Regions from separate parts of the Zea mays genome. Here region 1 is linked to region 2. A link is a contact called in public Hi-C data. All regions are on one chromosome and are shown on one strand. Each heading gives the region's core, a stretch centred on a gene start, on an enhancer-like site or on the middle of the called end of the contact. The rest is flanking DNA. Distances are from core to core; before and after follow the strand shown.

What was found. Hi-C and Micro-C count contacts between places; a contact is called where the count stands out from the background.
Region 1: a contact with region 2 is called in a Hi-C map of bundle sheath, with 4 times the contacts expected there. The contact joins the promoter of LOC100277005 here to the promoter of LOC100279856 in region 2. A contact is called at or near these places in 4 of 25 Hi-C or Micro-C datasets (bundle sheath, ear, endosperm and 1 more).

Annotation. Positions count from the first base shown.
Region 1 is chr10:25,904,521-25,909,318 of Zm-B73-REFERENCE-NAM-5.0, reverse strand. LOC100277005 reads right to left here and starts at 2,706. Exons shown (of 13, transcript NM_001150680.2): 1 at 2,385-2,706; 2 at 715-803. The coding sequence starts at 790. LOC103640966 (Cofactor-independent phosphoglycerate mutase) reads left to right here and starts at 2,405. Exons shown (of 5, transcript XM_008664400.4): 1 at 2,405-3,210; 2 at 3,703-3,848; 3 at 3,935-4,211; 4 at 4,409-4,681; 5 at 4,754-4,798. The coding sequence starts at 2,893.
Region 2 is chr10:25,310,214-25,314,977 of Zm-B73-REFERENCE-NAM-5.0, reverse strand. It overlaps LOC100279856, which reads left to right and starts at 1,949. Exons shown (of 17, transcript NM_001152809.1): 1 at 1,949-2,321; 2 at 2,856-2,976; 3 at 3,405-3,483; 4 at 3,585-3,743; 5 at 3,838-3,915; 6 at 4,028-4,132; 7 at 4,508-4,574; 8 at 4,670-4,731. The coding sequence starts at 2,939.

The DNA.
Region 1 (4,798 bases), core at 1,457-3,956, 590 kb before region 2:
TATTACTTAGTACTTAGTTACTCACTGCTGATCTTGCTTTCTGCAGCACAAAAATTAAAAAACAAACGATTAATCACGCTTAATCTACGTTTAATCTTCCTAGACGCTAGTCAGTAGGATAACGTGTGACTAGCGCCTAGGTTTTCTTGAACCTTGGTAAAAACAAATCCAGAAACCTGAAAGCAGTAAAAGACAAAGTATTTATGGCCCTACAAAGGCATTTCTACTTCAGAACATAAAATAAACATGATACTGAAAACAGTACATACCTGCACTGAGGAGCTGAATCAAATATAATGAAATCCAGTAACAGATTAAACGGTCTTTTCAATCCATAGAAGGTTTGTATATAAATAATATTTCATTTCAAAGCTCCCTTGTATTGTATTATTCTTTTCTAGATTTTATTATTTCTCCTTCTCTTTGCAAGGATCTAGTAATATTTATTATTTTTGCAACATATCCAAGTTACAAATAAGAATATATAGAAGTTGCACTGTGTTCTAGTAAAATAAAAGATAAGGTGCACCATTCTATAATTTATCAATTTTATTGATGGATATCAAATTTCCATCCTAACTGACAACTGTGCAATATAATTTTCTCTTTATTTACTCTGGACACAGGTCTCAAAGCCTCTATTAAAGTATTATCCATGAAAGTCACAGGCTAAATGGAAAGTCAAAAGAGGTTAAAATCTTAACTATACTTTACCTGGTGTTGCGTGATTTTCCATCATTACAAGCTTCAACACAGAAGACATTTTAAAATTCCCCACCATGCAAACCATTTTGGAAATGAACCTACAATGCAGTCACCTGTGTTACATGGCATAAGTGACATATAATCAAAACATCTATAGTAGTAGGATCTAAGTTACATTATTGCCAGGCCTAATTGTTATCACATAATACAGAATGGAAATGACATAGCTACCAAAATTCTTTGCAAACATGCAATTGCTAAAATGTCAACCAAAAATCTCTACCCATATGGCTTTATTATTACAGCCAATGTCAATTGCATCTCTCTTTTTTCTGTTTTGAGAGCGGCCTCTCATTTTGACTATTGAAAGCAGATGCATCTAAAACCAAACCAATTAGGACCTTATGTTCTGTGAAAAGAAAGATACATTATGATTAAAAAAATCATAAGGCCTCATAATACAATATAAGGGGAGGAGAGAGACTAATAGCGTGTTGGTTCGAGGAATGATCGAATGATGTAGTCTATCATTTTCTCACTCATCACTTTTTTGTTTGGTTTGTGGAATGGAATGAGTTGATCCATCACTATTTCATTCCACATAGGCTAATAATTAGTAATAATATGAGTAATGTGTTCATTCCACCAAATTTGTGAAATGAACTAAATTTGTGGAATGGACTCATGATGCACCAGCACTACATCATCTAGAATAGATTGACTCTTCAAACCAAACACCCACCAAATAACAGCCTGCATGAATATAACTATCTCTGCCCATTAAGGTTTTAATGATTGATCCCAATGATACCCTACTGTGAGGTTTGGAGAAGACCATGCAGCAATATTCTTTCGAGCATTTGCCACGACAAACGAGCAACCATCAACATAAACTCCATGCAGCTGCAACACAAATTGATAATCATGTGCACACAAATTGCAAAATTAAAATAATCCATGCAAATTTGAATGTAACCTAACCCCAAAACTCAAATAACAAGCAGTCAAGCATAGCTGCACACAAATGTTACAGCTTGACACTACAGAATACTACAGTTCCTCAACATCATAATGAAATATGTGACCTGCCCCAGAAAAGACCTGTGCTCTGGGCCCACTTGTGACCCAGTGATTATAAATGTTTATTTTGAATGGCACATCAGGCCCTCAATTCAATCTCTTCAAGCCTTGAAAGCGAAACCAGTAAAGTACCTAAACAACTGCTGAAACAATGGCTGTTCAACCACCACATTCTAAACTCCAGCATTTGTATTACCACAAATTAAACAGCACAAATCTGACATAGCATTGGTACTGCAAGTTGTGATATTAGTATTACCCATACACTACGGAGCGTCCCCGAATTCAAAACCAGTTATATTTTAGAGTTAAAAAAAACAATGCTGTGCACATTACTAACCAGTAATCCACCGTCACAAACAAATGCTACCATTTACCATTAGGCAAACACACCCTATGTCCACTATAACATGAAAAAACATTTCTGAATAGACTTCACATTCCTAACCAAAAAAATGGGGAAAAAGGTCTAGAGGCATTGCAAAGATTCCACAAATCAGCACCTCGACAGCAGATTCCCACTGGCCCAAAAAATTAGATCGAATAATGACAGACACCGACGGGAAAAACACCGAAAATTATGTTTACAAGTGTCTCACCTGGAGCGCGCGCTTCCCTCGGAAAAAAATCCAGACAAAACAATCTCGAAATCCAGTTAACCAATCAACCCCACGCCGCCGCCGGCTGCGCCTCGTTGGCCTCGCCCCACGTCACATGCCAAATTCCGCGGCGAGAGGAAGCCCCGAGCAGGAGGCCACGCGACGAGCAGGCGGGACGCGCGGGAGGAAGGGAGACACAGAGGAGGGAGCGAGAACCTCCGGCGTCCGGCCTCGTCGGCTCCCCAGCGATCACCGGCGGCGAGGGGGCGCGGCGATCGGACGGAGCAGGGGGGCGGAGGGCGGAGCCGAGCGAGCGCCAAGCGTTGCAGATTTGGGGGCCGGGCCTCGGGCTCGCCCGGTTCTTGTAGTGACCAAACCGGCCCGTGAACCCTGTGCCCGGGCCCGACCCGCGGCTGAACCAGCACGCGGCAGAGGCATCTCGTAAGCAGCAGCAGAGAGCTGAAATTGAGAGAGGCGAGGGGCCTTTGCGGCGGCTGCGGAGACGGCGATGGCAGGCGCGGAGGGGAGAGGTCCGAGGCGGAGCCGCGTGGCGTTCGTGCTGGTGGACGGGATCGGGGACGTGAGCGTTCCGTCGCTGGGCGGGCGTACGCCACTGGAGGCGGCGTGCACGCCGCGGCTGGACGCGGTGGCGGCGGTCGGGGTGACCGGGCTCATGGACCCCGTGGAGCCGGGGCTCGCCTGCGGCAGCGATACGGCGCACCTATCGCTCCTCGGGTACGACCCTCGGGTGTACTACCGCGGCCGCGGCGCGTTCGAGTCCATGGGCGCCGGGCTCGCCATGGCGCCCGGCGACATCGCCTTCAAGGTGGCAACCCCGTACTTGGAGACAAAATTGCAGCTCGAGTAGCTTTGGTTTCTTCAGATTCCTCATATAAGTTAGTGGTAGTTCAGATCATAGTGTATTCTTGCTCTGCATGTTCTGTTGCTAAACCTGATTTCTTCTGTTGTCACTTATATAGCCAGCAGTAATTGTTCAGATCATTGACTGTTTTGTTTTGCTGTGTTAAATTGGAGCTCAGTTTCGTTAGAAGTCGAGCAGTAGTTCGGAACATTCAAGAATGTGCATGCAGTAACTAAATTTGACCACCTTTTCTGTTGGATCTTGGGCTCTAGCTCTACTTATCAATTTCTTGGGCCATTGAATTTGGGTGGCAATAGTGTGGACTGTGGAAAGAAGCCTATTTCATCCTATGTTTTTCCTTCTTTGTCCTTGACAAAATTTAATGTTTTACGATAGCATGTGTATCAACTGATGAATGTGTTTTACCACTAAATTGTATGCACAATTCGCTTGCAGTCAAACTTCGCTACACTGGATGAGAGCACTGGAGTTATCATCAGCAGGAGGGCGGATCGGCATTTTGAAGAGGAAGGCCCTATCCTCTGTGCGGCGTTGGATGGGATGAGGCTTCCGTCATTTCCTGAATATGAAATTAGAGTAAGGTGCAGCACTTAAACGTCATCATTGTTTCAAGCATGTATGATCATGATGTCTAGTTGCTGCTGTAATTCGCACATTTTATCTGCAGATATGCTACTGAGCACAGATGTGGTGTGGTTGTCAAAGGACCAAAGCTGAGTGGGAACATTTCTGGAACCGATCCCTTGAAGGACAACCGCTTGCATCTGAAGGCTGAACCGTTGGATGACTCGCAAGAAGCTAAAAACAGTGCAGCTGTGATCAATGAGCTTTCTAAAGAGATAACGCACATACTGGTTTCTCACCCCATCAATGCACAGCGTGCAGCTGAGGGGAAGAACATCGCAAACGTTGTGCTGTTGCGAGGCTGTGGTATTCGGATTGAGGTTAGTGTGAAAATTTTGATAGTAGACCTATATGATACTGCAGTAGCAATATGAAAGATTAGTTTTGACTTTCAAGAACTTTCACAAATGCATTCTCTGGATTTGGCATGCTTCGTAAGGTATGGCCTGCATTTACCCTACTGAATTTGATACTTCTAAAGCTTCATTTTTAATGAAGTTTCATGTGGCTTTGTTAGGTGCCTGCCTTTGAAACCAAGCATGGACTTGCACCTTGCATGGTTGCTCCTACTAAGATCATAGCTGGCTTGGGGTTGTCACTGGGGATTGATATCCTTGAAGCACCTGGAGCAACTGGAGATTACCGTACTCTCTTAACTTCTAAAGCTAAAGCTATAGCCAAGGCATTATCTTCCCCTATGGGTACACCACCTCGTGTTTTTGTGCCTGGAGAGGATGAATACAAAGCTGGAAAAGAAAATGGATATGACTTTGGGTTCCTGCACATAAAGGTAAAATGCATATTCAGATTCTTTTTACTAATACTGAGTGTGATTCTGATAGCTCTTGTAATGTCACTGCAGGCCATTGATGATGCTGGTCATGATAAGGCTGTCAAGTTAAAGGTA
Region 2 (4,764 bases), core at 700-3,199:
GCGACACATGGAAACGACATGAGTGGCACGCGTAGAACAGTGCACACAAGGGGGTAGATGGGGACATCTAGGGATAGACAGACGTCATCGGAGTTCCGATGGCATGCTGCGCGTACACGAAAAACGAGGGCGGGCTACAAGAGCATGGTTCGTGGCTGCTATACGTGAGCGGTTCGACATCCGCGAGACGACAAACGACAGAGCGAGGTATGGCGAGGGTAGACGAACGACCAGGGCTAAGGGGCATCGCCGGGACCAAGCTAGGCAGCTCGGTCACGTTAGGGCACGAGGGCTGGCCACGCCGGGACGTGAGCCGCGCGCGCTAGGGGTTGGCCTCATAGGGCTCGGCCACCAAGGGGGTGGGATCGACCACGCTAGGGCGGGCACAGTTGCACTGAGCATAGATAAGAAAGGGAGATGGGGGTTAGACGTCGGAGATTCTCGCATTGGCCGAGGTGCGGGGCTCGGACGGCTGATAGGCCGAGCCCAGGGCCAGGGACGTGGGTGCGGGCACGTTGGCTGGGCCGTCAGATCTCGGGCGGACAATTAGGATTAGGCTCGGGTTAATTAAAATCGGACCATTGGATTCGGGGTGAACGATGGGGATCGGGCGGCCAACTTCGGCCCTTTCTTCTGGCCACCAGAGGCGGTACATGCTTCACCCTGCTCTGTGTTATATTATGATGGGGATCGGAATAGAATTAATTCTCATCAACTCCCAACCATGCTCCCTCCTAGAAATCCACTGGAATCACTCCATCGGAGAATTAAGGAGCAAAATTAAAGAATCAGGAAGTGGAGCTCTCCCAAACGGGGCATTACTTCTTCAACTCCTACGTCTTTGAAGGTGATGAGTAATTAAGATATGATTTGTTCACCAAACAATTAGCATTAATAACAGTCGTCTTAAAAGAAAGAACACGATAGTGGAGGACCTTGATGTCATTTTCATAAATACCACTCCTGTGTGTCCAAGGAAAACACCATTTTTATTTTTTAATAGTCAAACTATCTTATATTTCGACCAAATTTGTAAATACCATATATAATAAGTATCATTAAATTAATCATAAAATTTAGAGAATTTAATAATATATGTATTTGCTAGTCATAAATGTTAAAAACATTTTCTTTGTAAATTTATTCAAACATTAATAAGTCTATTCAATCCAAATCTAGAATTATATTTATTTTTTACAATTGTAGTAATAAGTCTCTTTGAATTTCGCATCTAAATTTTAGAGCTAAAACTCCAAACAAGTGGTCTAAAGTTAGCTCTAAACTTTAGCCTATTTCATATTAGAGATTTAAAGCCCAAATGTGAGCACGAAAGTTTAGAGAAAAAGATTCAATCATATTCTAAGCGGTGATTCAGTAATTTCTTAAAGGCAGTCACAATTAGTATAATTGTTTCCGTCAGAAGCGTACGTATTGAGGATTGATTGCGGCTGCTGGCCGGTCGCTGACAGGGGGAACCCAAAAAGTTTCAGATAAACAAGATTATCTTGTGCAGAATGTGCTTATAATGACTGAGAAATGGACCGTTAACTGTACTTATTAGTATGAGGTCCTGGACCTATGCCTAAGTGTCAAGAAGATGACAAGGCAAAATAACATGGACCACAATATATACTTACATATACATAAGGAAATGCAGGGAGTTTGCTGAAATTTCACGGGAAATAATACAATTTTGAATGAACTTGTTAAGGGCATCCGAAATGGAGATCAAATTGCAATGGACTGAAAGCAAACTCTTTTTTCGTCATAGTCACTATTTATATGTTATTTATATTTATAAGAATAATTTATTGGTGGCATTGACTGCAATCAACAAACGATAAACGTTGCAAATGCATTGATTCCACATGGGATGACGACTGGAGTAAATCAGTAAACAGCAGGAGAGAGAAGCTACGGTTGACAAGCTTGCTGAATCATCCTCATCCCCGGGCCGAAGCCGAAGAGGACGAAAAGGCAGCCTGCTGCCGCCGCCGCCGCTGTTGCAGTTGCAGATCACACACACTACCCTTTCCGCGACCCTTCTTTCTGCATCCATCCACCCTCCCCCTTTGTCCTGTCTCTCTCCCTCCCACGCACACAGACACATCACACAGCTGGAGAGCAGGTGCTTCTCTCACACACACCTCGGCCCACGCCGCCGTTGCCAGCCAAGAGCAGTCGCGGGGCAGCGCTGAATCCTGATTAGGTGAAAAAGAGGGTGGCGACCATCGTTTTCGCTGCTGATTCTGGCTGCGGCTCATCTGCCCCAGTGCTGTGCTCCTGCACCGTACCGCAAACCCAGCCCAAGACTGCAAGAGGTAGTGCTCTTCTTTCTCGCAGGATCGTTCCTGATTTCTTTTCTAGTTTCTCTCGGCGTTTCTGATGGTTGCCGGTTCTGCGATCCGTATGGTCCCGGAAACGAATTTCTAGGGAACCGTTTTATTCTAACATAATGTGGGGGGAAAGAGTCACCATTTTCTCTGAATTCTTTCTACTGCACGCCTGGGATTTTGTCTTGTTGGGAATGCTGCTTCTTGGAATCCAAAAACAACGCGAATGCGTCGCTAACCTCACAAACAAGATCTTCATTTCCCCCCCTCGATGATTATAGCACATGCCCTCATGATTGAGCTTTTCCTCCGCTTTTGTGGTTTCTTGTTCTTCCTCCAAATCCCAAACCAACCACTAGATGGCGGTGGCGTTTTGGGGGGCGAAAATCCTATCCCTGCATTTGTCTGCGCTTCTTGGTCTCTCTCATCAGTCCCCTATTTTCCGCCACGATTCCATCTCTCCACCAACCCCTCTGTACCTTCTTCCCAACTGATTATTGCATTGACTTGACTTGTTTGCAGGTGGCATAGGCTCATGTCCTGCCCAGCGGTTCGCTTCAAATTTCTGAGCTGAACGCAGCTGGAGAGACCGCGCAGTCCTGAATATGTTTGGTTTCTCGCGGCGCCGGGTGAAACTTGGAAGGTGAATGTTATGCACAGTTCCTTGATTTCATCATGTGATGTTTTTCCCCACTCTTTTTTAAAAAAAGAAGAAGATCGGTGCCTGCTGTGTGATGATGACAAGGGGAGCTTGCTAGCGTGAAATTTGATCTCTTGTGTAGTTGTGCATCTTTTGAGTTTTGGCAGTTAAATTAGCACTTTTCTTCCAGTACATATCAGACTTGGAGATTTTCTTCAGAGATTTTTTTTCCTTTTACTGACTACCAAACATCTATGGACACAGTAGCACTGTTCATAAAACTGATGGGATACATTGTAAATTGATGAAGTCATACGGCTTCATGAAGCTCGGTCGGCATTGCATTCAATTTTATGCTAATCCTATTTCCACATTTGCTTTGACTGCTTTATCCATTGTCTTGAGTTTTTTTTTTTGCTTTTCTTTTTCAGGTCGAAGGGTGACCCAAGTGATCCTTTGAACAGCTCCAGGAGTTCTGTTGGTCCCAGTAAACACCTCAGTCTGCCCAATGTGAGCCTGCCTGTGACTGAAGAAATTGCATCTATATTGACCTTGTTGTATTTTGGCCACAACTGGATGCTTTAGCTCCTGACTTTTTTTGTTCTTTTCAGGGGAATGACGCGACTATGACGTCAGTAAGTGGCCACGCAGATGATCTTTCCTACCGTTGCTCGTCCGATACGTTTGATCCCCAAGGACGCACTTTCGATATTTCAGAAAATTGGACTGTGCTGTCCACAGAGGGAGACAAACCTATTCCTCGTTTCTATGTAAGCCACTGAAAATATAATAACTAGAACTAAGTTTGCATATCTTGAAAAAAATAGGTATTTACTTAACACATATTCAACCTTGGTCAAACAGCATGCAGCAGCCATTGTAAGTAGCAAGATGGTAGTGTTTGGTGGTGATTCTGGTAATCGCTTATTAGATGACACAAAGGTATGGAGTCTTCTTTTTCCTTATATATGTTGTTTGGATGTATGAACTCCGCACTGAGTGGTACCATGTTATTATCAAATAATCTTATGGCTTCACTTAACATATTGATTAGATATTGAATCTAGAGAAGCTTACTTGGGATTCTGCGCCTCCTAAAGTTTGCCCATCACCAAACGGATGTTCGATGAAGTTGCCAGCCTGCAAAGGTCATTGCCTGGTATAGCTCTTGTAAATCACTGCTGTCTAGTGGTTCTCAAAACCTAAGTTACTGATATGATCATTCTTTCAGTAACAAAATTTACTGCTACACCTTTTTCAGTTAGATTGCTGCTTGTCCTTTGGATGTTTTGGTATGAATTTCACATACTCGATCAATGTTTTCTTACTTGAAGCCGGTTATGTTATGCTATTGTGGAAAATTGTATGCTGGACACTATGTTTAACCTATTTGCACTTTGACATCATCCAAAACTCAAAGTATTATAAGTCAATGATCTATCATTCAAAGAAGGCAATGATTGTTCATGATGATGGCCTTTTTGTATGCACTGCTTTACTCCTGGAAAAATATTTATACATGTGTGATGTACAGGTTCCTTGGGGAAATAGTGTCATCCTTGTCGGAGGTAAAACTGAGCCTGCTTCTGATCATTTATCAGGTTTGCAGATGCTACATGATTCTCCAAAACATTTTACAAACTAGGTCATGTCTTCCGCAACCATATAATGCTTAATCATTCCATCTGTGGTGCAGTATGGACTTTCAATACAGAAACAGAGCTTTGGTCACTTATTGAAGCCAAGGGTGATATCCCTGTAAGCTATCTGATATTAAAAGAGATACTTTGG